5 separate regions of the Mus musculus genome follow, and regions 1, 2, 3 and 5 are each linked to region 4. Evidence: chromatin contacts called from public HiChIP or PLAC-seq and promoter capture Hi-C data. All regions are on one chromosome and are shown on one strand. The core of a region is the stretch at or near the end of the contact, and the rest is flanking DNA. Distances in the headings are between cores, read along the strand shown. Region 1 holds the start of Gng13 (guanine nucleotide binding protein (G protein), gamma 13). Region 2 holds the start of Abca3 (ATP-binding cassette, sub-family A (ABC1), member 3). Region 3 holds the start of Mettl26 (methyltransferase like 26). Region 4 holds the start of Jpt2 (Jupiter microtubule associated homolog 2). Region 5 holds the start of Cerox1 (cytoplasmic endogenous regulator of oxidative phosphorylation 1).

Evidence for each region. Promoter capture Hi-C pulls out the DNA fragments that hold promoters and counts their contacts. HiChIP or PLAC-seq counts read pairs in DNA pulled down with a chosen protein or histone mark.
Region 1: an H3K27ac HiChIP or PLAC-seq map of microglia shows a contact between it and region 4, with 7 times the contacts expected there. The contact joins the promoter of Gng13 here to the promoter of Jpt2 in region 4. A contact is called at or near these places in 4 of 39 promoter capture datasets (embryonic stem cells, hippocampal neurons and pre-B cells), 2 of 115 datasets of contacts at active chromatin or transcription factors (astrocytes and microglia) and 3 of 9 other capture datasets (adipose tissue, embryonic stem cells and liver).
Region 2: a promoter capture Hi-C map of liver shows a contact between it and region 4, with 2.4 times the contacts expected there. The contact joins the promoter of Abca3 here to the promoter of Jpt2 in region 4. A contact is called at or near these places in 1 of 39 promoter capture datasets (liver) and 1 of 115 datasets of contacts at active chromatin or transcription factors (pancreatic cancer cells).
Region 3: a promoter capture Hi-C map of liver shows a contact between it and region 4, with 3 times the contacts expected there. The contact joins the promoter of Mettl26 here to the promoter of Jpt2 in region 4. A contact is called at or near these places in 4 of 39 promoter capture datasets (embryonic stem cells, hematopoietic stem and progenitor cells, liver and 1 more), 1 of 484 Hi-C or Micro-C datasets (B cells) and 1 of 115 datasets of contacts at active chromatin or transcription factors (stem cell-derived neural progenitor cells).
Region 5: a contact with region 4 is called in a promoter capture Hi-C map of pre-B cells, with 3 times the contacts expected there. The contact joins the promoter of Cerox1 here to the promoter of Jpt2 in region 4. A contact is called at or near these places in 2 of 39 promoter capture datasets (embryonic stem cells and pre-B cells) and 2 of 115 datasets of contacts at active chromatin or transcription factors (bone marrow-derived macrophages and embryonic forebrain).

The regions. Positions count from the first base shown.
Region 1 is chr17:25,714,994-25,720,037 of GRCm38.p6, reverse strand. Gng13 (guanine nucleotide binding protein (G protein), gamma 13) reads right to left here and starts at 2,510. Exons shown (of 3, transcript NM_001357782.1): 1 at 2,457-2,510; 2 at 1,240-1,371; 3 at 936-1,111. The coding sequence starts at 1,337. The coding sequence ends at 1,006. Chtf18 (CTF18, chromosome transmission fidelity factor 18) reads left to right here. Exons shown (of 22, transcript NM_145409.2): 19 at 29-173; 20 at 255-386; 21 at 613-670; 22 at 754-1,008. The coding sequence ends at 890.
Region 2 is chr17:24,348,850-24,354,512 of GRCm38.p6, reverse strand. It overlaps Abca3 (ATP-binding cassette, sub-family A (ABC1), member 3), which reads right to left and starts at 2,490. Exons shown (of 33, transcript NM_013855.3): 1 at 2,262-2,490. It overlaps Abca17 (ATP-binding cassette, sub-family A (ABC1), member 17), which reads left to right and starts at 3,454. Exons shown (of 31, transcript NM_001031621.3): 1 at 3,454-3,545.
Region 3 is chr17:25,872,600-25,877,854 of GRCm38.p6, reverse strand. It overlaps Mettl26 (methyltransferase like 26), which reads right to left and starts at 2,355. Exons shown (of 6, transcript NM_026686.2): 1 at 2,129-2,355; 2 at 1,733-1,895; 3 at 1,576-1,635; 4 at 1,293-1,360; 5 at 1,116-1,194; 6 at 692-905. The coding sequence starts at 2,325. The coding sequence ends at 858. It overlaps n-TGccc7 (a tRNA gene), which reads right to left and starts at 2,767; the gene lies at 2,697-2,767. It overlaps Wfikkn1 (WAP, FS, Ig, KU, and NTR-containing protein 1), which reads left to right. Exons shown (of 2, transcript NM_001100454.1): 2 at 1-227. The coding sequence ends at 165.
Region 4 is chr17:24,958,808-24,964,503 of GRCm38.p6, reverse strand. Jpt2 (Jupiter microtubule associated homolog 2) reads left to right here and starts at 3,881. Exons shown (of 5, transcript NM_198937.2): 1 at 3,881-3,936. The coding sequence starts at 3,893. Cramp1l (cramped chromatin regulator homolog 1) reads left to right here. Exons shown (of 21, transcript NM_020608.3): 21 at 1-3,278.
Region 5 is chr17:25,566,795-25,572,288 of GRCm38.p6, reverse strand. Cerox1 (cytoplasmic endogenous regulator of oxidative phosphorylation 1) reads right to left here and starts at 1,478. Exons shown (of 2, transcript NR_045176.1): 1 at 1,188-1,478. It overlaps Sox8 (SRY (sex determining region Y)-box 8), which reads left to right and starts at 1,603. Exons shown (of 3, transcript NM_011447.3): 1 at 1,603-2,179; 2 at 3,229-3,461; 3 at 4,208-5,494. The coding sequence starts at 1,767. The coding sequence ends at 4,956.

The sequences.
Region 1 (5,044 bases), core at 1,261-3,760, 760 kb before region 4:
TGGTATCTTGCCTCACCCACCTGGGTAGGAATGTGGAAGAGGTCTGCCGCTTCCCTGAACTACCTGCCCGAAAGCCCCTCACCTACCAGGCTAAGCAGCTTATTGCTCGGGAGATTGAAATGGAGAAGATGCGCAGGGCAGAGGCTTTGGCCTGGGCTCGAAGTGGCCCCCAGGTAAGTTTGTCCCCGGTGTTGAGACAGCATACAACATCAGTGGTTTGGCCTTGGCTAGCCGACTCTCATGCTTCCATTCAGGTGGACCAGGGCTCCTCAGGGCCTGCAAGTCTGTGGACAGACAGTGGGGAAAAGGGGACAAGGCAGCCTGTCCCACGTAACCATGAGCAGCGCCTAGAACACATCATGACGAGAGCAACCGTGCAGGAGCAGGTGTGTGTGTGTTGGGGGTAGGGCTGGAGCAAGATGATTACCGGAGGGTGGGGCTTGCCCCAATCCCAAGGAGCCACCTGTTGCTCTCAGAAAGTGGGCAGTGGTTAGTAGAGGTCCTCCTAGTCGCAGGCCTTGCTCAGAGGCCTTGGGAGTCTCCTCTCACATGGGAAAGGCCTAGGTGTGCCTGCTTGTTCACTGGCAAGCTGACGGCCCTCTTTTCTGCTAGCCTGAGAGGGACTTCTTTGGACGTGTGGTCATCAGGAAAGTGGCAGTCCCGAGCAGAGGTGTGTATGGGTCACAGAAGGAAGGGAGGGGGTGGAGACATAGGCTGGGGTCTGCTGAGGTGCAAACCTTTTGGTCCCTGCAGAGGTTGAGGCCCCCCAGAAGGACGCGGACGAGTGGCGCATGGGTGTGGCAGTGGGCAGGAGTGAGGTGTGGTTCCGGTTCAACGAGGGCGTCTCAAATGCTGTTCGGCGCAGCCTGTACATCAGGGACCTGCTGTAGCCCCACTGCCCCAGGACATCAGATCGCACTGGCTCCCACAGGGAATGGACTAAAGCAGAGACACCCGGAGAAGTCTATTTATAAAGTCACACCTTACAGAGAGTGTGGGTCAGGCTCATAGGATGGTGCACTTGGCCTTCTCTACCCAAGGGTTGTTCTTCATCAGGTCTGGGTTCAGGAAGGGGTCCTTGGGGATTCCATCCTCAATCCACTTGAGAAGCCTGTGAGTGGGGAGTGTCAGTGAGTGTCGGTCATTCCCGTGGCACCTGCCTACTGGGGGTGTGAGGTCCTGGTTCACACAAGGGGCAGTGGCTGGGCAGGTAAATGACAGACATCATGGGGCACTCACTCGGGGATGGTCTTGGACGACATCTCCCTCTTGAAGGCCAGTTGGTACTTGAGGCTCTCTACCTCCTTCTTCATCTGGGGCACATCCCACTCCTCCATGGCGTCGGGGGCGTCGGTGGTAGCCAGCCTGAGGCTGGTGGGCAGGAGAAGCGAAAAGAGCTGGGTCTGCAGCCCCCACCCCCACGCCACCCTCAGCCCCAGGACAGAGGGAGATCCTGGGACCATACCACCCATTGGTCCTTCCTGAGGTCTGGAGTGATGTTGGCAAAGAGCCCGAAGAGGGCCACAGGGACCCACTAACAAGACCCCTGAGCCTTCTCTACCCAGTGGGGCTGATTAGCTGCAGAGCAAACTTTCCGTTCTTGGCTGGGCAAATGAGCCTGAGAAGGCCCAGCCCTGGATTGGGAGGACAGACTCATCCCTGCCTAGGGAGGTTAAAAGATGGACTTCTGAGTACCCAGGGCAGCCCCCACCCCCCTTCCAGACCCACTTCTAACTCAGACCCTGGGTGCTGCGATGAGAGCCCTGAGATGCTGGGTGCTGCCTGGCCCTCCTGGATGCCTGTTTTGCATGGGTAAAGAGGCTGAGAGGCCAAGTTAATCTCGGGGCTGGGAGGATTTGTCTGCAATTTGCATGTAGGGTGGGGTATGTGCAGAATGTCTGGGGACACAGGCCTTTCAGCAAGCCCAGGACTTGGGAGGTGGGTAGCCTTCCTGAGACCAGTGTTTTCAGATCCAGTCACTGACCTGACTAGGGAGAGCTGTCAGTTGGAGCACAACGGGCCTCCCTTTACCCCTCCCTAGCTAGTTGCACTCCAAAAGACCAAGTCTCTGGTTCTCCCTCCAATCACAGCTTCCACGACCTTGAGAGGGGTCTGGCACCGAGTACCAGACACATCCGGGCTAAGCTTCCATCCCGGGATACTGAGCTGAGCTGGCCTTGGGGAGAGCCTAGGACCCAGCCTTTAGAGTGGCCCATCCTAAAGAGGTCCTGGCAGGGCTCGCAAGGAACCAGTGAGAGGTTGGGTGGGCTAGTATTCCTGGTTGTGTGGGGCCACCTGCAGAGTACCTTTCCCAGAGACCCCCAAGTTACAGTGCCCCACCCTGCTAGGTTCTCCCGCGCCCCACACGCCGACAGGCACGTGGGCGGAGGATCAGCTGCGGGTCCTCCACAAATGGGAGCATCTGGGCTGGGGGCATGGCCCACCACTGGCCCTACCTGCGCTGCTGCCGCCGCCGGAGCCCGGCCGCCGGTGCACCCCGAGACGCCCCCGGCCAGGCGCACGGCGGCGCACACGGGCACTGCGGGCGGCGCGCACGGCGCAGGACAGACGCGCCCCCGTCGCGCAGCGATGGCTCCTGCGCCGCTGGACTCGATCTGTCGGCCGCCCCGCCCCTGAGGCCCGGAGGCAGTTGCCCTGGTCCCAGTAGTTAGAATTAGCCTAGGGGCCCCACCTGGTCAAGCCCTAGAGCCCTGGAGTCTGTTTCCCCCTCAGTGTGAGGTTTCTGTTCATCGGACTTACTTTTGGAGGAGACAGCAAAAGCAGAGATGACAAGGGCCGAGGGATCTGTGGAGTGAGGCTGGGCTGTCCGAGTCCGGGGAGCCCAGGCAGCCGCCCCGCCCACTCTTGCCACCTGGGGCCTTGGTACCGCCTTTACAGGGTTGGGCTGACCCCAAGAGCTCCCTGGGCTGCTCCTACAGCTTTGGCAGGTCTCCCCTGGGGTGGGACATGCAGCAGTGGGAGCTAGTCCCGTCTCTCCTGGGTCAGCTACAACTGCTGGCAACCCAGTTTGACAATCTTGTGATACTGGGACCAGAGCCCTAAACAGCAAAATATGCCCCACCCAACAAGGCTTCTCTGGTCAGGGCCCTCCTATGCAGGGCACTCCAATGCAGGCAGCTGAGAAGAGGGGGTGGGGGCAGAGCACTTCCCACTGTGGTCTTGCAGCCCACCTGGTGCAGGTGACCTTCAGTGTTGTCCACTTATGGGAGGCTGGGGGGCATCCCGCAGAATTCCACGACAAGAGCCTCACCTAGAAGGGGTTCAGGCCTCCCTCCATAGCACTCCCACCTTCTGGCGCCTTCCTCATTCCCAGGCAATGACTTCAAAAGAACCCACGGTTGGATAGTGCGTGGGGGCCTCGGGTGTGAAGGGTCACCCATCTCCAGCTTTGGGTAGATTAAAAGTTAGCTTAGGGGGTGAGTAGGTCAGTTTCTTAGCTGATGCTGGATGGCCTTTGGGTAGGGAGAAGAGTACTTCCTCAGCCACAGGATTTTGAGCCCTGTGCCCGGCGGCAGCCACCTCCCTATTTCTCAGAGACTCTGTAACGGGGGCAGGGGGCTAGCCCTGCCTTCAACTAACCAGAGCAGCGCCTCCCTTTCCCAGTGTTACTGTCAGAGGTACACCTCACCAACTCTTGTGGGAGCTGTGCTCTGGGGACCTTCATATGACGCAGGCTGCAACAGCAACCCGTGGGGGAGGGGCAAGCCTGTCCTGGGAGGCAGGGCCAGTACCTTGCTAAGTATTCTGGGTCCTCTGAGGGCTGGAGGTTTGTTGAGTGGCCCTTACCTAGACAACAGGATAGGTCAGAGTTAGAGGAACAGAAGGAGTTCAGAGCTCACCCTGCCCAGGAGATGGCCTGGACCCCTGCAGGTATGATCAAAAGACAGACCAGGTCCCTGTCCCTTGGACTCTCAGGACCATCAGTCACACAGCAGGCTTCCCTGGTGTTGATCAGTGAAATGGGGTCACCAAGCTTCCCTGGCCCCTGATGTGCATCAACATGTGGTTAGATCAGGAGGCATCCCTGGAACTGGGGCACGCTAGGGAGCGGAGAGATTACTTATCATGGATTTGGGGGTTGGAGGAGCTTAAGGTTAATGGTGCCAGGCCTCAGGGCAGATGTCGTTCTTCCTGGTAGGGTGGAGGACTGTCATATCTCCTGGGACCTGTGCTCACTCTCCCTCCCCATGCCTTTTGTGTGCCCTGATCTAGATGCACACCCTAACACTTAGGCTACCATGGGTGTCTGGCAGGAGAAAAGCTGGGAGAGCCACCAGAGCACAGTGACAATAGGGAGGAAGGGGGCCAGCCACTCTAGAGGCTGAAGGACTAGGTGACCTCCAGAGGGCCCCAGGCTGCCTACATTCACTGGGATGAGGTAATGTTTCTGACTGCACTCCAATGGGACAATCTGAACCCTCAGGTGGTTTCCACGGCTTGGGTGAGTTCCTATTGCTGAGACAGTAGGTAGTGAGACCGGCCTGCTTCAGTGTCCCCAACCCAGCCCCAAGGCTCAGGATTCAGGCTTTATGACTGTTTGTTTGTTTGAGACAGGGTTTCTCTGTGTAGCCCTGGTTGTCCTGGAACTCCCTCTGTAGACCAGGTTGGCCTCAAACTCAGAAATCCGCCTGCCTCTGCTTCCAAGTGCTGGGATTAAAGGCCTGTGCCACCACTGCCCGACTTTATACAATTTATTAGACTCAGAGAAGTCAGTTAGGGGCTGACCGAGATAAGGAAGTGAGTCCTGGAGCGGCAACAGGTCCTAGAGGTAGTCAGGTCTTGGATCCCTATCGAGAGGGCCCCCCCACCCTCCACAATGGAGGCCGGGGGGCATCTTAGGGTGCACTGGTGGCTGGGCTCTGGCTGCAACAGCAGCACAGGTAGGGCCAGTGGTAGGCCATGCCCCCAGCCCAGGTGCTCCCATCTGTGCAGGACCCACAATTGGGATCCACATCTGTTAGCCAGGTGAGGTAGGTCCTTTAATTCAAGCACTTGGGAGGCAGGGAATCTCTGTGAATTTTAG
Region 2 (5,663 bases), core at 1,241-3,740, 610 kb after region 4:
CATTCCCTGGATAGCCAGCTTTTCTGCCCTCCTAGGCATGGGGAGTGAGGTCATGAAGCAACAGGCGTCCCCAGAGAGGTAACCATGGATGTTCAGTAACAAGTGCAGCAGCAAGGAGCTCATTACAGCTTCTGCAAAGGTGACCACTGGCCTGTTGACGCCAGGCCTTGTGCTATTCCCAGGGAATGGCACTGATGCAGGAATGGGCCACAGGCCTTTCACTCCACACACAGAATGGGCCTTCACCACGTCAGTCTGTTGAGAGTATCATCCAACACACTGCTCTAACTGATGAGACCCTATCATTTCCTAGCCTACTTCAGAGCCAGGCCCTGTGAATGCTGCCTCTGATAAGGAGAAGTTCTTCATCTTAACTGCAGAGCAGAACCTTCTAGAGGTGTTTTCAGATAGAAACTTCAGTCTGAGGCCTACCCATGAAGACTGTAGGCTCTGGCTGGGCACATGAACATTTCTCTGGAACAACTCTATCTTGCATTCTCAGTTCAGCTCTCCTACTCCTTTAGACACGGGTGGCATCTATTCTGGATGTGTCCTGTACCACTTAGCCCATTCTTTAATAAAAACCAAACACGGTATTTATTTCTCTGTGCTGTGGTGGGGGGCATGCATGTACCATGGTGTCTGTGTGGAGGTCAAGGGCGACTTGCTGGAGCTGGCCCTCTGTTATCTCGTGAGTCACTGGGATCTAACTCAACCTGTCGGGTTTGATTGTTAGACACCTTAATTCACTGACCCATTTGGCCAGGCCTGCTTCTGATTGAAGCCACTTTCTTGTGAGTAAATTAGTGCCATTTGAAGATCTCTACGGGCAGGGATCATCTAGTGACTCAGAATCATGCCTGGAGCCTTGCGCATTAGAAGACTGATGAACGTACCTGAGAGTTCTAGAATGTGGCTCTAGGCAGACTCAGTGTATCAAAGGAACCCCCTGCCAATTGCCAGAAGCAGGGCTGAAGGAGAAACCATAAAGCCCATAAAGGCCAAACTAAGGCCTTCCCAGTTAAGACCAAGTCAAAATAGTTTCTATGTGACAGCCTGGTCAATGTAACAGGGAAAGTTAGTGGCTTGTTAAGAAGAACTCCAGCTACCTGGTCATGCTCTGAAAGGCTGTTCTGTCAGAATGGTGGAATGCCGCCTGCCCTAGAGGAAGATATTATCTGTTTGCAAGGGCTCAATTCAAACCAATGTGGGTGAGGGGGATTCCCATGACACTCATTTTTTTAAAAATCAACTTTTCCTCTCCCCACCCTGTCTCTTACTTCCCACGAGGCAAGCTTTCTAAAATGGTTTCAGTCTTTTCAAGCTTACAAATGGCAACACCAAACAAAACTCTCTGGATGAAATAAGGCTGCTTAGGAGACAGGGGCAGAATTCAGTTCCTTAAGCCTTGCCTGGGTCTCCACATTGTTACTACAAAGCCCCAGTCACTCATTGGGAGAGCATTTCCTGAGTGCTCCTCACGTTACAAACACCAAGTCCCTATTTATGATACAAGAACCGTTCAGGCCTGGAGGCAAAGGGACAGACAGAAATACCTTTTAAGACAAAGCCCAAATGGGCCACACACAGGGAAAGCTCAAGCGTGCAGTACCAGGGACCTGACCCCCAGGCTGGAGCCCTGACCCCCAGGAACTAGTCGAAGTTCGGGGTCGGTCATTCTGAGCACCAACACCAAACACCGAGACACTTGACCAGAGCACAGTTGCTGTAGTTGCTGTGGTTCCCCCTTCCGAGTTCTGTATTGCACATTGAGGGCTTCGCCAACTTCAACCCCTATCAAAGCATCCCTTGAACCCTACGTTAAAGTTCATGAAAACGAAGATGCTGAAGCTTGAAGAACTGGGAGGAATTCCATCCAGGACCAGCACTGGCCGGTTGAGCCTGGAGCATTCCGCCGGCCTGCTGTGTCGCAGCCCGCAAAGCGCCTGAGGGCGGCGGCTGTCTGTCCACCTGCCAGGCCCGCACAATAGACCCCGTAACGACCCAGCGGTCTGTGCGGGTTCCTGCGAGCCCCGCGACCCCGCTATAGCGGGGACACACCCAGCATGAGGACGCCAAGACAGCTACACCTGCAGCAATACGAAGGGTCAGTCCGCGAGCCCGCAGGTCCCGGCGATAGGCAGGGGCTCGGAGGCCCCAGGTTGGGGCGCTGCCCGCTGGCAGAGTGGAGACCCGGGCAAGGACGGGAAATCTCAGAGCCCCGAGCTAGCGCGCGAGTGACAAGTCCTAGTGACACTCACCGACCCTCAGCGCCAGGGTGGCGGCGGTCTGCGCAGCTCTCTCGCCAGGTTCCCTCCCTTAGACTCCCGGTCCTGCTCCAGCCTTGCTGGGGCGGTTGCGGCCGAAGCTGACAACTGAGGCGGCGGGGCAGAGAGGAGGCGCCTGCGACAGGCGCGGGTGGAAGAACGCACCAGGAAGCTCCGGCTCCTGGAGGGGGTGGGGGGGCGCGTCGGAGCGCGCGTGCGCACTGGGCCGCCCCTGCAGGTGCCCCGGGTTTGCCCCCGGCCGGCTCAGCCTCGCCTAAGCTCTGGATTCAGCGTCTGCGCAGTGCCTGGCACATGTTGCCCAGCTCCGACAGAGGGCGCTCTGCGTAGCGCGTGCACCCCTCCCAGTTCAACATTCCGGATCGTGCGTCTGCGCAGTACTCCACGCAGGTCTCACCTCCAGTGGGCAAGCGCTTGTAGGGTGGGGTGAGCGTGCGTGATGGGTTGCCCCTGCGGGTTTTCTCCGCATCCGCCACTGATCGTGCAGCACGCCCTTGCTCGCGTCCAGCAAACAGTAGGCGTTAGTTTGGGGCTCTGAGCCCCGGGGTCGCTGGCCTGAAGCTCATCTCTGGACAAATGTGTTTCAAAGCAGTTGAGGCTGTAACATCAAGAATCTCACTTTCGCAGCGGGATTCAAGTTCCTCTTTCTCTTCAGGGCTCTCTCCCCATCTCACTCTTGTCACCAAGAGAAAGTGCTACTTTCTGCTCTCAGCAGGAGGAACCCAAGCCCTAGTGAGGTTAGGTCTAGGAACCTTTCAGAGGCGACAGCCCACAGCTAGGAAAGGGAAAGTCACGGTCCAGCCCAGCAGCACCACTAGGAGAATACAGTCAGGGTGGGAGGGGGTTCTCAGGGATCTGGGTCTCCTCAGGCAGAAGGCAGGGCGTCGGGGTCTCTTGGGCGGTAGAGTTTCCTCGGACAGGAGATTGGGGCGTTAGGATTTCTTCAGGCAGTAGACAGGCATGGAGGTGGGAGGGGGTTGTGGTTCCTTCAGACAGTAGGATGCGAACATCTGTGTGCCCTCGGCCCAGGCAGGAGGGAATGGCATTGGAATCACAGGTTGCTGCAGCTTGGGCATCCGCGCGGCTGGCCCGGGAGAAGCGGGGTTGAGCGTGGGCGTGGCCGTGTCGCGGGGCCAACAGTCGTCGAGGGCGATCCAGCGGGTCCTTCAGTGCCCGTGGCCACGGACAGGGTGCCTGCGGTGAGTGAGGCGCAGCCCTCCCCGGATTCCGGGCTGCGGACCAGACCTGCCTAGCCTTAAGGTAACCCTGGGATCGTGACTTCCGAATCAATGCCAGTTACACTGTGGTCATAACCTCTCGCTCTCTAGGGTCCTGTATGGCTAACCAGAAGATGGACTCCCTAAGAAAAGAGCCCTTGCCTGGTACATGGTCAGTTCCCTGGGGTCCTAGAACACCTTGTCCAGAAATGCTCTAGTCAAGTTTGCCGAATAAAGGGAGTCTCAAAGACCTGGCTTCAGGTCTTGAGTCCTTCACTAGTGTATTCAAGTCATTGTATTTTCCAGAATCTTAATTTCTCATTCCTAAAATTGAAATGGTAGTAATAGCGTATTCAAAGGTTGCGGTTCCCCCACAACCACCACTTTTTTTCCAAAGTGAAATGAGAAAAGTGCATGCTTAAGGGATTATCATCATGCCTGGCACTTAAATGGCAGTATGTGCCTGTTGTAACAAGCATGTAGCGGTGTGTGTTGGGGGAGATGGGGGGACAATTAAAGCAAGGTGGGGATTTGGATTATTGGTGTGCTGTAAACATCTCCAAAAGACTTTGTCCCCAAAGACTTTCTCTCCATCATCCTTCCAACCCAAAATGTCTCTCCCATTCTCTATTTCATGATAGGAGGTGTATGAATCTGGCTGACTGGAACTGGACGTTAAACTTAATCGCTTTTCTTTCAAAACAGTACTTGCCATTTTCAACTTAAATTCTTTAGTCCTTTCCAAACCTAAGCCTAGTTCTGCAGAACTAAATCTAGGAACAGAGCTGGGTGACTTAGAATTCCCTTAGGCAAAGGCGAGGTTGAGAGTATTCGTGATGCGTGTTCCTCAGAATCTCACAAAGTAGGTGTCTGGTGTCAAAGTCTCATTTTATTGTGTATTGAGGAGTACAGATGAAACTGGTAAAGGAAGTATTGAAACAGCCATCTAACACCAAATTCAAAGTCCTCAACAATGTATTGTTAGAACTGAATATATTGTTATTTGAAACTAATGTAAACACAATCACACGGAAATGTGTGTACATCATTGACTATGACAGTGAGTTATGTAGGCTTGTTCTATTAAATATCCAGGCAGCACAGAAACTGTAGCAACACTGCCATAGTGGTCTTTGTGTGAATCTCTATCTTGCTTCAAGTGTAGTTTGCATAGCTTTTAATCATCTAGAAGTTTTAGAGGTGTTTCATATAGATGATTAGTATATTCACAAATTTAAAATTTAGCAAGTATTATATAAATATATTCTTCAAATTTTAAAACAAAAGGCCACTTTTTTTATAACTGCCATCCTCTTCCCATGCCATTTGTTCAGTAAATACTCTCTCTATAATTTTGTACCTGTTTATGTAAATATATAGATTTATCTATAGATGTAAATTGGACACGTGACATTTGCATCTCTCTCTTCTCTCTCTTTCTCTCTCTCTCTGCCAGATGTCCCACCTTCTAATCTGTCTGAGCCCATTGGCTAAACAGCATTATTTTACAGACAGGAATACTTTCACACAGTGCACAAGAGATTTTCTCTGCACAGTTCTTGTGGTACTCAAGTTCACAGCCACACTTTTGGCATCCTGCCTTAGGATATAAGTTCTGTGTGTTTTCTTACCATTGTGGTACAATCTGCATGAGCTGATGAAACCACAGGGACCACTGCCAAAGCTTGGCACAGCCAGAGCTTGGTGCTATGTGGACTTTCAGCTTCCAAAGCTGTAAACCTCTTTTACTTATTCTCATACGTTTCATTATAGTAAGACAAAACCAATACGATGATTTGAAGGTTTTTTGTTTGTTTGTTTTTTGTATTTTGAGACAGTTTCTCTGTGTAAACCTGGCTGTCCTGGAACTCACTCTGTAGACCAGGCTGGCCTTCAACCCAGAGATCTGCCTGCCTCCAGAATGCTGGGATTAAAGGCGTACACCACCACCACCCAGCTGTTTTTTCATTTGATGTTTGTTTGTTTGTTTGTTTGTTTTTAATATAGGTGTAGCTTGTTATAGTGGCACCTCCTAAGTACTTTATCCTATTTTAATATTTATTTTACTATTTTTATGTGTCTGGCTGGTTCTTTCTCACTCTTTCCCTCCCTCTGTGGTGTGTGTGTGTGTGTGTGTGTGTGTGTGTGTGTGTGTGTGTGT
Region 3 (5,255 bases), core at 1,106-3,605, 910 kb before region 4:
ACAGCTGTCGATGGGCCACTGGTCATCATGGGTGAGGTTCGTGAAGGTGTGGCTGTGTTGGACGCCAACAGCTATGTCCGTGCTGCCAGCGAGAAGCGAGTCAAGAAGATTGTGGAACTGCTCGAGAAGAAGGCTTGTGAACTGCTCAACCGCTTCCAAGACTAGTTTTATGCACGATCCCCATCCCTGCCCTCCTTCCTGCTGAATAAATGTCCTTGCCTGTGGGAGTCATAGCCTCTGGGTCCCTTCTAGCTGCAGCGCCCCCACCCCCACCCCCACCAGCACCATCTCCACCCCACTCCCACCAACACTATCTCCACCCCACTCCCCACCCCCACCAGCACCATCTCCACCCCACTCCCACCCCCACCAGCACCATCTCCACCCCACTCCCACCAACACTATCTCCACCCCACTCCTCACCCCCACCAGCACTGTCTCCACCGCACCCCCACCAGCCCTATCTATTCAGTTGGAATCCTTCCAGTAGATGGAGCTTCCAGTTCCTAGTTGAGGTCACCAAGTAGCACCAACTCACTCTTGGGAGCCCTCAGACAGACATACAAGCTTGTCTCCAGGGACATAGGAGAAAGTCAGCTCAGTCCTGCTTCAGCTACACCCACCCCAAGCCCTAATCATCTCCCAGACCGGTCCCCTTTCGCCCTCTCCCAGGTATTCCCAGCAAGCAATGTGGTATAGATAGCCCACAGTGGGCTGGAAAGGATTTATTTTAAGGCCCCTTCAGAACAGGTTCTCTACAGCCCTGTGGCCACCAGACCAGGAGGGGCTAATTTATCCCAAGGACTGAGGGAGGGGCTGAGGTCTAGCTTGTACCGTGACAACTTTTGACAGAGATGCTATTCTTTCCGAAAAATCAGGCACTTGTTGTTGGCTGGCATGTCCACCTGGAAAAACGCTTTGCTGGAGTGACTTGGTTTTTTTTTTGTTGTTGTTGTTTTTGGTTTTTTCGAGACAGGGTTTCTCTGTGTAGCCTTGGCTGTCCTGGAACTCACTCTGCCTCCCAAGTGCTGGGATTACAGGCGTGCGCCACCATGCCAGGCTGGAGTGACTCTTAATCACAGGGAGGCTCCCCACCCCCACATCGCCCTGCCTACCATCCTCTCCAGGACCAAGCCACTGGCCTGGCCTAGTTCCTCCAGAAGGACTGTGTCACGAAGCCCCCACTCTGGGTTCCTGCAGTTGGGGAGGAAGGTAGAAGGCATTTGCAGAGTTGAGGTTATGATCCCGCCTACCCTCTCTCTGAGCCAAGCTACCTCCTAGCCAGATCTGACCTGCATCTGAGGGTCAGGTCAAAGTCCACGTTGCTCTGGGGAGAGATCTTCCCATTGACGGCATAGGGCTGTGAGAACAAGACACAATACATAGGCCCAAAGTCAGTCGTTCCCACACAGCTAGTTTGCAGGATAGGATGGAGTTCTTTCCATAGGAGTATAGAAAGAATAACTTTTTTCTGCACTCAAGAAGGAAAAGGGCTAGCTAGGTCCCGGGCCCTGGGCTTCAAGAGTGGGGAAACACCCAAGGCTGATAGGGGTGTCTTAAGGTAGGGTCACTCACCCCGTAGGTGATCAGCACAGCCTTGGTTTTGAGCAGGTGTCCTGCTGCTCTAAAGAGCCCCTGCAGAGGAAGGCAAGTAGGGCACAGTAAGCCGGGAGCTGGAGACTCATGCTTTCCTCTTTGCAACGTGAAAGCTGGGCTCCACAGTGGTCCCCACCTCTGTGCAGTTCAGGGGGCTGATGTGGATCATATTGATGCAGAGCAACAGGTCCAGCGATCGGGGTGGGATGCCGCCCCATTGCTCCCACTCCCAGGTCACGTCCAGGTACAGCGGAGCCTTCACATTGGACAACCCTTGGGCTCGGGTGGTGGCGGCAATGCTGTGGAGAGCAGCAGCGCATGGGCAAGGGCTGACGAGGCCCCTCAGTGATCGGGGTGTGGGGGGAAAGTCCTGAGGAGCAGCAAGCGGGTATCTTTGTCGACCCTACAGCCCATTGCTTCTACTACCTCAGTCTGGCACCCAAACCTAGGCCTGTCCTGATTTCCGGTCTGCCAGCCCCGCCGTTCACTCAGCCCCAAGCGGCCGCAAGGGAAAGACACCGCGCCGCCGCACCTGTCCAGGCAGCGTTGGTCCACGTCCGACGGCTGCCACTCGGCATTCGGGAAGGCCTGTGCAAAGTGTGCCGCGTGCTGTCCAGAGCCCGAGGCCACCTCGAGCACGCGAACACAGCGCTGGGCAGGATCCACATACTGGCGGAGTACGGACAGGATGGGCTCCTTGTTTCTCTCAGCAGCCGCAGCCATCATCATCGCAGCGGTGCGGCCAGCCCCAGCCAGAATGCGCGCGGGGCACCACGGGAGCTGTGGTCCAGCTCCTGCGCGGGGCACTACGGGAGTTGTGGTCGAAAGGGCCAGCCGCTTGCAACAGTATAACTGTTAGGAGGCCTCTCAACTCCTAAAAGGGTTTGCATCTGCGGGAAACTGATTCCGGCGGCCGGGATTTAGCGGTGACTTCGGACAAGGAACAAGGCTCGAGTAGAGGCTATGGTTTCCTGGAGTCTTTCAGCTGTATTTGTTTAAAAGCTCATTTGTTGCGTTTGCGCCTCACCTTTTTTGGAATGGTGTTTAAGATTGCAAGGCATCCTTCCTTTTCAGAGATGAACGGGAAAATAAAAAGAACATGCGCCGCCCGGGAATCGAACCCGGGTCGCAAGAATGGGAATCTTGCATGATACCACTACACCAGCGGCGCTGTTGAGCGAGACTGCAGTCCGTAGGGCATACGAATTGTGACGCAAGCATGTTAATGTAACAGCATTATGCCTGTGTCTTTTCTGTTGCGCTCCGTTTCTCTATTGGCAAGCGTTTGCAGAACAACATATCCCACCAGATCCCAAAGTGTTGTTGCTGTCGTCCAAGGGAAAGGAGAAAATGTGGGTACCGTGAGATTTATAGACAGGATTTGGTTCTGCGCCATGGAAACCATAGCGGTCGCGATCTCTTGGAAGCCTGAGGTCGCGCTCAGGTCCTGAGGTTCAACAAGCCAAGCCTTGTGGGCATGGGCGGTAACAGAATGGAGCTTGGGGAACCCAGATGCAGGAATCCTCGGGTCTGGGACACTTTGGGCTCAGATGAGCTTTGTGTGACGCTGAGACGGCTGGCATTAGCTCGAGGTCCACGGATAGATAGCAGGAGGCGGTCAGTGACTATTGAAATGAAATTCGAAGCGACAAGTGCACGGACAAGGGTACTTCTCTGATTCTCACCTTTGTGTGGTTTGAAGTGGTTCATTTCTCACAGGGGCTGGATTTTAGAAAATGTCCGAGACGTTCACGCTTGATTGCCAACAGTTAGTTCAAAGGTTGCGTGGGCTACTCTGCCCCATACTACATCATGGAGCTCAGGGTTAAACATGGCTCCTGCTTGGGGCTGTGTTTGAGGTGTCTATTCAGCCGGAGTGACCAGGGGTGTGAGTGTAGTCAAACTGTTAAACTATGTGAGTGACATGGCCCAAGGATGAGATATAGGGTGGCCACTCTAGAAATGCCTCTGAAAAGTTATCAGTCCAGACTCGGGGAAAGTCCTGAAGTCCAACCCCTCACCCACTCTGAGCAGCCCCTGACAGATGGTTATGGATGTCTGACATTGGTAGTGACCTTGACTGGACCTGAGTCAGACTCTCCCTTTTACAGCCTCAGCCTCTGCATACCTGGCTTGCTTTTCCCATAGATTATTCGTGGGATTTTGGGCAGAGGAGCTGGGGGTGTGAGCATCTTCCATATGTCCAAGTTCAGGAGAGGTCGTGGATGATTCTTTCTCTCCATCAAAGTGCAACACTGTTCTAAACATGCCCTGTCTCAAGGAGAGCCCCTGGAAGAGGGCCTGGGACAGCCAGGGAGCTACTTAAATTTCAACTGGGGCCTGTTGGTGGTGGTACTGGAGAGTCAGAGGCTAGTCCACAGTGAGAGAAACTGTCTGGAAAACAAAACAAACAAAACAAAACAAAGAATCAAAATTAATTCTTTTTTTTTTTTTTTTTTTTGGTTTTTCGAGACAGGGTTTCTCTGTATAGCCCTGCCTGTCCTGGAGCTCACTTTGTAGACCAGGCTGGCCTCGAACTCAGAAATCTGCCTGCCTCTGCCTCCTGAGTGCTGGGATTAAAGGCATGCGCCACCACGCCGGCCAAAACTAGTTCCTAAAGCATCGCGTAGCATATACACATTTAGTCTCAGCACACAGAGAAACCCTGTCTGAAAAATAAACAAACAAAAAACCAGGAAATAGGGAGACTGATGACAGCCCTAGATTGATCTTCTTGCTTCCCCTTCCCCACAGGGAGGCTGCGTTAGAGAACAGCGCTCAACAAGACATTTAAGGGTTCTTGGCCTCTGGTTAATACCCTCCTGTGGGAGTTGCTGCTCTGGATGCACCAACACTTTCCCTAATTACTGAGGTCAGAGGCCATCAGATGGGAGAGGAGACTTTGCTTGCAGTTGGCCTGTGTGAGCACCTGCTTCCTGGAGATCCTGAGTGCCTGATGCTGGCCATTGTCTGGACCCTGTAAGTTGGACTCTCCAGCCATGGCAAGCAGTTGTTGAGGCTGGGTTCCTGTTAAGGTCAGACATGCAGGCTCCTGGAGCTGATTTTGGCTTTTTCAAATGAGTTTATCTTTATTACCAAATTATCAGGGCCCTTGAGAGCCCCAGGTCTTAGATTTTGTGTTGTGTTAGAAACCTACGTTACTCTGGTCCTTCCACACTCTCCTAGCTTTGGCCTCTGTCCTGGCTTCTCTCTCTGGGGTTAGCGTAGAGGCAATACTTGATGAGTGAGCATCCAGCCTCGCTATATTTCTCCCTTAGAGGCACTGGTGTCTTTGTCTCACACAGCCTGAACTGAGCAGGACTCACATTCTTTTCCTTAGCCCAGTCCCACGTGTCTATGGTCACTGAGTCCAGTGCCCCTGAGGTTTCTCCCCAGCCCTTACTGTTGCCCTTCTTGCTTCTCTGTGCCCTCTGTGGCTACTGTAACAAATTAACCCAAAGCTTGGTAATAGAAAACAAGTTTGTTTTGTTACACTTCTGGAGACCAGAAATCCAAAACAAAGGTGCTGGATCACTGTCTTGGCCACTTGACTGTGACTCCATCTCTGCTTCATTTTCATACCAACTCCTCTGTGTTCAGATATCCCGTGTCTTCCTCTGAAAAGGGCATAGTCAGGGCCTGGAGGCTCCACCCAGGAC
Region 4 (5,696 bases), core at 2,632-5,131:
GCGTCCTGACTGTATGTCTGTCTGTGTGTTGAGCCTTCCAGGGGGTCTCCTCCTTGCAAGAGGAGTTCATTTGCCTGGTGTTCATTTTGTCTTTGGAGCTGTTATCCATGCGAAGGGAGGCCATAGCCACTGCTGCTTTCTTTCTGATATCTTTTTTCCACTTGGCTGTTCTGTCTGCAGTGATGTTGCAAGGGACTGTGAGTATAGTCCAGTCTATTGCCTGGTGGTATCTTCAACCTAAGATACTTCCTGGTTGCCTTGACCATGAAGCAGAGAAGGGTCCCAGAGCCATGTAGATAATGGTATCTTCCCAAGACTACTTAGCCCTCAACTAGTGCTTCCTACCCAAACCATCCAGAGGTGTGGTTCTGCCTGGCATGAGGAAGGGGGAAGAAATTTTGTTTCTTGGAGCTTGTATGGATGTTTTGTATGGTCTTTCAAAGCTGGTTGGGAATGGCTTTCTTGCGGTTTAAGAATTGAGAGATATGGACAAGGAATAGTAAGAGTCCTTTATTTAGGTGGCTCTGCTTTCTACCTATGCTTAATGCCTAGTTCCTTCTCTCTCTCTCTCTCTCTCTCTCTCTCTTTCTTTCTTTCTTTCTTTTTTTTTTTTGGTTTTTTGAGGCAGGGTTTCTCTGTGTAGTCCTGGCTGTCCTGGAACTCACTTTGTAGACCAGGCTGGCCTTGAACTCAGAAACCCGCCTGCCTGTGCCTCCCAAGTGCTGGGATTAATGTTGTGCGCCACCACTGCCCAGCCTAGTTCCTTCTAAGTGATCTGAGATACCATTTCTCTCTAATGGCCTGACCCTACCCCAACCCCCAAATGCACTGCAATGTCTACAGATTTTATCCACACTTAAAATTTCATGTGTTATTGCTGGTATCTGAGGGGTGTCTTTGCCCCAGGCTATCTCTCTTCCTATTCTGGGACCCAAGCCAGGTTTAGATGTCAGGGTGTAGGAAGAGCTCACAGCTTGATGATGTTTTAGCAGCCCTCTTCAGGAGCCCAGAGGTGGTCAGTCAGTTGTCATGCTCAGGCCATCGGACTCAGAGTGGTGCCAAAAATACTTCCATTCCCCTTCTTTGCCCTTTAGTAGATTCTTGTAACATGGTCACTCTTGCTGGACCTAGCATATCAGGTAGCCATGGCTATTTCTTGTTGAACAGGTGACCCCTGTGCTAGCCACGTCACTGCTCACTCTCCACATGCTAGCCAGGGCTGACACCCCTCCCACCCCACCCCACCCCACTCCACCCCCTTTCCTTTTTCTTCTGAGACAGGGTTTCTCTGTATAACCCTGCTATCCTATAACTTGATTTATAGACTGAGTTGGCTGGAGATCTACCTGCCTCTACCTCCTGAGTGCTGGGCTGAAAGTAATGTGCTACCACACCAAGCTTGGCAGGTCCTTGTAACTCCTAAAGCTGCCACCTCTGTTTTCCAGCTGTTCTAGCCTCCTTCCTTGCACAGTAGTACTTAAGATCATCCTAGGCCCTTACGTCTCTCTGTCTGCAATGAAGAAAGGGATGGGAATGTCCTTTTGGGACACTTGATCCAGTTGCCTCTCTGGCTACTACAAACCCTAGAGTGCAGGCTCTGCTCCAAAGACCGTATAGGGCTCTGGTACTGGTGAAGGATCTGTCCCAGATGCTGACATGCAGACCCCACATCTGGTAAGAGTCAGACTGTTAGATGAGAAGCGCAAGCATATGGTGCCGTCAAGAGACTGTGGTAAGGTAGCCAATGTGTCTCTACCCAGTTGTGTGCTTTCAGCAATGCCTTACTTAGCTGAAGGCATTTAGATCTTGGGACTGTAGCCTGTACCAGGCTAGGCTCAGGCCACTGCTAGCTGCTCTTCCTGTGTTTCAGGTAGACTCTCCCACAACATTAATAAGCATGGGTGCTTGTAGAATCCTGGTAACTGCGCATGTAGAACTAGGTAGTTGGGCTCTTAAGCTGGTTTCCATGAGGCAGTGAATGCTGTAGGCACATGTTAGTCTGTGCCGGCTAAAAGGAGTTGAGACGTCTTGAGGAGCAGAGACTACAGCCCTTGTCTCCCAGTAGCAAGCGGCATCAGATGGACTGGTGCGTTACTGTAAGGAAGCTGACAAGATTCCAGAAGGTTCTTCACCAGCCATACTGGTTTGCTCATCATCGCCACATTAAAGGACAAATGGTGGCATTTGTAGCAGAGAATCAGTGGATACAACGTCTCCCAGCGTAAGCAAATATCCATGCATAAAACCTGAAAACTGCTAAAGGTTAGAGTTTTTTAAAAAACAAAACAAAAACAGCAAGGCAGGCTCCTGGGTTCTACATCTTCCTTCTCTTCCTTCCATCAGTTTGGATGGTTGGCGTTCACTCGGGCTTCCTCTCCTCATTGGAACTTAGTGTGACTTACATGCGGTCATTCTTTGAGAAAATCTTTTGTTAATATTAATGTTTCTTAGACATGTTGATTCATCTTTTTAAAAGATGGGGAACCTGTATCTTTGGTGCTTGGCATGGATTGTGTCCTAGAGAAGATGCTCAGGCGAGCTGAAGTCCATAGATCCTGTCGGGCATAGTACTTGCTCAGGGAGTGGGACTTTGGGACATTTCATCTGTTGGTCAACCTTTTTTCCTACCCTCCTCTTCTTTTTCATTCCTTGTGATAGCCTCTGCTAGGGGAGGTGTCATTCAGTTCAATAGCATTTTTAACCAAACCATATTATTAGAAATGGTCAAAATAAGTTTAGAAGGAAATTGTTTTATGTACTTTAAAAACAAATCTCCCAGATGCATTCATGAGGAAATACCGTACTTTGTCTTAATTTAAAAAAAAAAAAAAAACACTTTAAAAAAGGAAAGAAACCCACAGTATACCTTTCCCAGAGGCTAGCCTGGTGTGGTCAGTCCAGTTTTGGAAGCACTGCCCCAGCCAGACCCTTATTCTTTCGTAAGATCACTGGCTGGAGGGGTGCCCCCAGCAGGCAGAGCTCAGTGCTGTTTGCTTTGATAATCGTTAAGCCATATCATCTGAGGTTTCCGGCTTGAGATGTGAATTTGTTTTATAGACTATAAATATACAGTGTATGTATAAAGCAGAATGCCTGTCCTTCTGATTATTTTTTGTACCATATTGTAAATTACATTATTTATTCTTTACCAATTTTTTGGGAATAAAAGGTGTTTTGGTTATTTAATAAACAAGAACTGTTAAAACTTCGGCTAAAATTTCCAGTTCGGCTTGTAAATGTTTTTATTGTGCATAAATACATACTAATACTTCATCTAATGTCTGTCTTTTGTGCCTGCTTTCAAAGCCAGTATGCTTAGGGTATTCCAACAGGCACAGTGTAATGAGATGAGCTCTAAGGCCTGGAGGTGCCCTGGAGGTGAGGGTGAGCAAACAGGTAGGCATCAGAGATTCAGCGATTGAGTGACCGCTGAATGCGGAATTCATTACAGAATTCGCTGCTTCTGTTATGGGTATGTTGTGCGCTTCCATGAACCTTTCCTCCCGAAGGTGCTGTAACCCCAAAGAAGCCTTCCGCTACCACCGGCCAGAAACTTCCTAGTGCCATCCAGCCCGGGATAGGTCGGCCAGAAAATGCGGATTCGCATGCGGAGGCGTGTTGGCTGGGGGTGGGGCGAGCTGTGAACCAATGCCCACGCCTGAGGCCATGAGAGGCGCCCCCTGCAGCCAATCGGCTGTAAGCGCGATGCGGGCCTCCAAGCCTCCCTCTCCTTGGGGGCGGGAGGGAGGAGTGGGGCACGACTCTACGATAGGCTGCAGAGACATGATTGGCGCGAGAGGCGTCCAACTGGCTTGGGCGGGTCAGGGTACCTGCGCGGGACCAAGCGGGAACCGCCGCGCGGCGGCTGTGAAAGCGCGGGGCGGCGGCCGACATGTTCCAGGGCGCGGACAGCCAAGCTGGCAAGTCGGGTTCCAGGTGCGCGGACCGGTGCTGGGGCCCGGGTGGGCGCATAGCCGCAGCCACGTGGCGGGCGGGAGACCCTACAAGTGCGGTGGGTGTGGCGCGGGGCTCCCCTGAGGATACTGTGCGCGCTCTCCCGCAGGGCCTTGCAGGAAGGCTGTGGGGTTAGAGCGGAGTGGAGACCGGGCGGCGGGATTAAGACACGTGGCTCTCCTGAAGTGCTTGCTCAGGACAGACGCTAGCCGGGCGCTCCGAGCTGTTTGCCGCTTCCTGAGCCCTTCCCTTGTCCAGTTTGGTTGGTCATGACGACCTTTGAATGTGGCTGAGTAGCGGCAGCGTTCTCAGACCCAACCCACGACCAGGTGTTTGTTGGATGCACTACTGACTGCTACACCCTGGGCGGGGACCTTCCCTACACAGTTTCCTCTAGGCTTTCTGTCTGATCTGCTTTGAGTTGATCAAATGAAACTGGTGTTCGAATGACTTTACGAGCTCCAGGAATTAATTGTTGAATAGGCGTCCATGGAGAGGATTTTAGGAAAAGGAGGAAATCCCCATTTGAGTTGATAAAATGAAACTGGTGTTCGAATGACTTTACGAGCTCCAGGAGTTAATTGTTGAGTAGGCGTCCATGGAGAGGAATTTAGGAAAAGGAGGAAATACCCACTTGATAGCGGGATGAGGGGGAAAGGGGAGCTACCTTAACTGGATAATGAAGCGCAATTGGAAGCCTCAGTCTGGGCCATATTAGATAGAAAGCGTGCTTTGGATGGCAACTTAGGCAGGTTGGAGAAGATAGCAGCACATAGTCCGACTGATTGCTACAAAGCCTGAGTCTGTAAGGTCTGTCTGTACTCCAGGGTTTCCTTTCGTCTAACCCTGTCTTTTGTCTCCTCAGCAGAGGGATTTTCTTGTGCTGGAGATGTTTGAACTGTAAAAGCGTTATGGTATTACTGTCATTCATCCACAAAAATTACTAACCATGAAGAACACGTCACCCCCCACCCGGTCTATTTCTCATGGCTTTGTCCCAGATTTTCTCATTAGTTCCTAGTTCTTATGAAACTCATCATTCCAGGGAGGCCTGGGAGCGCTGACAACCGTCGATATTTTCTTTCTCTCCAGTGCCATAGTTCATTTGAACTCTGGCTTTTCATCTTTGCCTATATCCCTTATATTTTCTCGATAACTTGAGTATTTCTACTGAAACATTTAAAGGGTACTACAAAAGGAAAAAGTAATTGGAATTATGGATTTGGTCCTAAAGTCTGAGTTGACTAATCTGGCCCTAGAACCTTCCACTCCACTGGTGTTACTGTGATTAATGGCTGCTAGTGGCTTCCAGAAGGCCACACTGTGCCATTGTTCTGGGCCCTATTTGTTGAAAGGCCCATTTGTGAGACCCTGCAGGGGCAACCTTAAGACTTGCATTGCTGCTGTAGGCTTTGAAGCTTGTGCTTGCTCCATTGTCTTTGAGATGGAGGTGGACACTGCTCTTGCCCAAGTGGCTCATTATTTTAGTACACAAAGCAATACTAAATCCTTACTTTCAATACCCATATTAAGTTCAAAAGCTAGTTCCTATATTCCCGTAACAGACTCAATTTGGGCCTCATCTCTGGAGATGGTTTTGAGGCTCCTGCTTCTGTTGTATCACATACATGGAACACATACCATTGACACACACGTCTGGCTGTCGGTATCTTGTGTCTGAATAACCACAGAGTGACTGGGAAGGTGAGAGTGTAGAGTGAGGGTCTGCCGGGGTCAAACCT
Region 5 (5,494 bases), core at 229-2,728, 610 kb before region 4:
TTGGGACCTGAGACCTTAGGGGTCAGGTCCTGAGAGGATGTAGGCCTGGTCTCCGTTCTCAACTCTGCCGCTAAGCCTTCTTTTGCTGGGATGGATGGTGCACTAGCTAGCAGGGTTCTTTATGCCTCTAAGACAGCTTCTTTCCAAGAGGTGGGACCCTGAGTGGAGGGATCCCCAAGGGAAAGGATTGCCACTGCAGATGTGCAGGGAAGGGCCTTTCTTGGCAGGTAATGGTTAAAATATGGAGAGAGTTCAGCAGGCAATGGCAGCTAGCTCTCCATCGACACAACACACACACACACACACACACACACACACACACACAGTGAGAGAGAGAGAGAGAGACAGACAGAGAGGGAAGAGGGAGGGAGACAGAGAGGAGAGAGAGAGAGAGAGAGAGAGAGAGAGAGAGAGAGAGAGAGAGAGAGAACTAGAATAGAATAAGGTCACCATTAAGGTAGTTTCTCTTCCTTAGCCGTCCCCTCAGCAGGAAGCAGGGACTTGGACCTTCTCCCTCTGTCCAGAGCTGTAGATGCCCTAAGGCCACACTGCACAGGACTGGCCTTTTCCAGGTCTGCAGGGAAAGTCTGATTGGAGGCTGGGATCCCAGACCTGAAGGTTAGGGCACCACTCACGGCTTGGGTGGAGATGGAGATTATTAGAGACCACAGTTCTTCCCTGCAGCCGCCTCCACGGGCTTGGGAAACAGGTGGCTTCCTTTAGGGTTACCGAGCTCTCGAGAGCCACAGCTCTATGCCACCCAGACAAGCTTAGGGTGGCAGGTACATCGCCTCCTTTGAGTTTGGCGAGAGACTCCTAGCTGCACTTGGAGACCTCCGGGCTGGGAGGCAAGTCGCGGGGGCGACCTCGGGCGCGGTTCGGAGTCAGGCTTGGCTCTCGCCTCGGGAGAAACGTCCCCTCTCCGACCCTGAGCACTCTCCGCCTTCTCTCTAGGCGCTGAGGAGAAGCGGCCCAGCGTGGTTTCCGCCTCCGCCAGACCACCCAGGCCCGCCCGCCAGGGCCTCCGCGCCCCCACCACAGGTCATACCCGGAAGGACCCGAGCCCCCGCGTCCGGCCCCTCCATCCGCCTGACCGCCCTCAGGGACTCAGCAGTCACTGCCAGAGCAGCCCCGCCCAGCGCCCCCGCCCTCCCACCTCTGTCTAGCCCCGGGGTCCTCCAGCTCACCTAGGTGCGGGAGTTACCAGGGTCACCTGGTGGCTCTTGTCATTGCGCCACCCTGCGGGCAGAACCCGGGTTTGGTTGCAATAGCGGATTCGAGCCCCACATTGGAGGGAGGGATGTTGGACTCAGGAACCTTGTGGATTAGCATCCTTGCCTGCCGCCCGAAAGTCAAGCCGTGCTGCTGAGATCCATGCACTGGGCAGTCAGTCACCCTTAGCCCTCTGACCCCGCCTCAGCCGAGGGATCAGGCTGCGGGGCGCCTGGCCCACGTGGTACGGAGGGTGGAGCGGGGTCGCAAGGCTTCTTTGGATTCGGGGCGGGGCATACAAGCTCCGCCTGGGGAGGACCTGCCAACCCGGACCGGGAGGGGCGGGGTTTCGACCACGGCTTAAAGAAACTTGTTGCGGGTCCCAGAACTGAGACTGAGCTACTGCGGCGGAGGAGCTGCTGCTGGGCCCCTGCGGTGAGGACAAAGATTGGGTCCTGCGTGGCAACCTTGGATTCTAGAGTGTCCTTCCACAGAGTGACCGGGCGCGACCCCTGCGTCCATCCCCACTGAGTGCCCCTCCGCGCGTGGCCCCGATGCTGGACATGAGTGAGGCCCGCGCCCAGCCTCCCTGCAGCCCGTCTGGCACCGCTAGCTCCATGTCACACGTGGAGGATTCGGACTCCGACGCGCCACCGTCGCCCGCGGGATCAGAGGGCCTGGGCCGCGCGGGGGGCGGCGGCCGAGGGGATACTGCTGAGGCAGCAGACGAACGCTTCCCAGCCTGCATCCGTGATGCCGTGTCGCAGGTGCTTAAGGGTTATGACTGGAGTCTGGTGCCTATGCCTGTGCGCGGCGGCGGTGGCGGCACGCTCAAGGCCAAGCCACACGTGAAGCGGCCCATGAATGCCTTCATGGTGTGGGCACAGGCGGCGCGCCGCAAGCTGGCGGACCAGTACCCGCATCTCCATAACGCAGAGCTCAGCAAGACCCTAGGCAAGCTGTGGCGGTGAGTGTGGGGACTCTTGACACTCAGGCTGAGGAAAGGAGTGACTTCGTGCCCCAGCTTGGGCTGTGCTCCTGGGCTGGTTCCAGGGTGGGTCTGGTCAACAGAGACACCAGGTGTGGGACTTTGGAGATGGACGGAGGCCAGTGCCTGGAGTGTGACCCTCCAGTCCTTTCTCCTCTCCTGGGATATCCTGCTGAGAACTGCAGAACTGGGGATCCTAGCATCGAGTGGCCACCACGGCCTGTAGGCATATTGGGTAGGCATCAAGCTGCTTTGTCCTGGGCAGAAGCTGGGACTCCGGGGTCCATGAGGAGTCCAAGTCCTCTGGCAGGTACTGCTCCCAGGCCACAGGAACCTGGAATTGGGGAAGGAAAGAGCAGGTGAAAGTGACAGGCTCAATGAGCACTTTGGCCTGAGAAAGGCAGGCATTATTGAAGACAGCTGCACAGTCCCACCTCCCAAGCTGCCTCTATTCGAGTTTGAAACAGTGTGTAGTAGTGATACTGGGCTGAGCAGGACAGCCAGGTTGTCTTGCCCTCTCAGCTTGGCCGGCAAGTTGAGGTTCAAGGTCGAGAGATTCTCAGGGTGTGTGTGTGTGTGCTCTGAGGACAATCTCCCGGAGTTTCTCCATCACTCCTGGCAACTTGGGATGGCTGGTTTCCAGAAAGCCTTCCTTGCCTTTGTCGAAGTATAGTTTTCACTGGGTCCTGTTGTCTTTCTTGAGAGAGATTGGTGGTGGTGGTGGTAGCGGCGGCGGTGGTAGCAGTGGTGGGTGACTGGATGAGCAAATAGTGCTGGAAAGGGGGACTTCGGGAAAGATGGAGAATTGGGGTCTTGGTCCTTAGACCACACTGTTGGGCTCTGCCCCACTGGTGTCGGAGTTCTCAGCAGGAGGGCAGGTTACCCCTTGGAGGGTATCCTGAGCTCTCCAGCACCCTATCCTGTGCTCCAACTGTCTGACTGCAGGCAGCAGTGTTTGCTGGCGCTGCCTAGGTCCTTGGCAAGTCTGGAGCTCCGTGGGCATCCTCGCTCTACTGTGTTTTCTGTAGCTTGCTGAGTGAAAGCGAGAAGAGGCCGTTTGTGGAGGAGGCCGAGAGGCTCCGTGTGCAGCACAAGAAAGACCACCCAGATTACAAATACCAGCCAAGGCGAAGGAAGAGTGTGAAGACTGGCCGGAGCGACTCAGACTCTGGTACTGAACTGGGCCACCACCCTGGTGGTCCCATGTACAAAGCTGATGCAGTGCTCGGCGAGGCACACCATCACAGTGACCACCACACAGGTGGGCTCCAGGACCCTTAGCATGGGGGACGGGCAATAGCAGGACTGATCTGGAGTGTGGGTAGGTCTTCCCTCCATGGTTGGCAGTCTGAGGAGGGCTGGGTCTTCCCCGATCCCTTGTAAAAAAAAAAAAAAAAAAAAAAAAAAAAAAACCTCTGGATGTAGCTATTTCTTATGTACAAAAGGAGGGAGCTGCCTAGCTCCATCTAGCACTCTGGAGATGTCTACCGTCACCGGGACTTACTCACAATCTGCCTCCACTCTACAGTAACAACAGCGTGGGTCAATAGCCCCAGCCTCAGAATCAGGCTGGTGGGTGGGGTCCCAGCAGCTAAGCAGCCGAAGTGAAGCTGGAGGCAGGCCGGCTGTGAGCTTCCGTTTACTGGGCTGTGGTGGGGAAAGAACGGGGTTGTGTGGGTTCGCCTTGGTCCAGTGCCCAGGGCCAAGCATTCCAAAAGTGCCCCATTAATGCTAGTTCTGGTGGGGCCGGCTGGCCACCTTCCATCCCCCCACCCAGGTCTTCAGGGAGGAGCCTTGGGTCTTCCCACAGCACAGTGCCAAACGGAATTTTCTCAGCCAGTAAGTGAGGGCTAGGTCTGAGTTTGCAGGAATTTCTGGGAAGGTAAGGAAACAAAAAGCCGTTGATTTGTACCTGTGGCAGTTACCAGGGTTCCTGGTGTCACCCACCAGCTCCACCCTGGTCCCACAGAAGGAGCATTCATCCTTGCAATATACTTTCTTCCTCAGGCCAGACCCATGGGCCACCCACCCCACCCACTACCCCCAAGACGGACCTGCACCAGGCGAGCAATGGAAGCAAGCAAGAGCTAAGGCTGGAAGGGCGCCGCCTAGTGGACAGCGGGCGCCAGAACATCGACTTCAGCAATGTGGACATCTCCGAGCTCAGCAGCGAGGTTATCAGTAACATGGATACCTTCGATGTCCATGAATTTGACCAGTACTTGCCCCTCAATGGCCACTCAGCCCTGCCCACAGAGCCCAGCCAGGCCACTGCCTCTGGCTCCTATGGAGGCGCTTCCTACTCGCACTCCGGGGCAACCGGCATAGGGGCATCCCCTGTGTGGGCCCACAAGGGAGCTCCCTCGGCTTCAGCTTCGCCCACAGAGGCAGGACCCCTTCGGCCACAGATCAAGACGGAGCAGCTGAGTCCTAGCCACTACAACGACCAGTCACATGGCTCACCTGGCCGTGCTGACTATGGCTCTTACAGTGCCCAGGCCAGCGTCACCACAGCTGCCTCTGCCACGGCTGCCAGCTCCTTCGCCAGCGCACAGTGTGATTACACTGACCTGCAGGCTTCCAACTACTACAGCCCCTACCCTGGCTACCCTCCCAGCCTCTACCAATACCCTTACTTCCATTCATCCCGTCGGCCCTATGCCTCGCCACTGCTCAATGGGCTCTCTATGCCACCCGCACACAGCCCCAGCAGCAACTGGGACCAGCCTGTGTACACCACCCTGACCCGACCCTGAGGCTGCTGCATCCAGGAAGTCTAGCCAGATCTTTGAGTTCTTCCGGAGTGTACTCGGTAGAGGTTGGAGGCAGCCAGCACGGCCTTACTCCGTCAAGTGCCTGCTGAATGTGCAGGAAGCCAGGCTTTGTCATCCTGTGTCCCTTTGCTTCTGGATATCCAAACTTCTGCCAGGGGACAGAGCTCTCTTTTCCCCCTCTTCTTTCTCTGAGGTGACTGGTGGTTTCCAAAACAGGCATTCCGTTGCTCTCCGGTTTGGATAAGTGTACACCAGCTCCCGAGTTTTGCATCTCAGTAGATAAGAAGATAGTTATGCCTAAGGACAAAGGAGAGAATGGGCTTCATGTCCTTATCAGCCTACCCAAGACCTCCCTGGGACCAATGGATGCTGTTCCCACGGTGAAAGCATGAAAGGACATCTGTGGATGCTCGAGGATACATCCAACCCGGGGACTCTCTTGGGACCAATGTGAGATTGAGGGGTTTCTCATTACCACCGTTCTTCCCAGCAAGGCTTGGCTGAGATGAACACTTTCTGT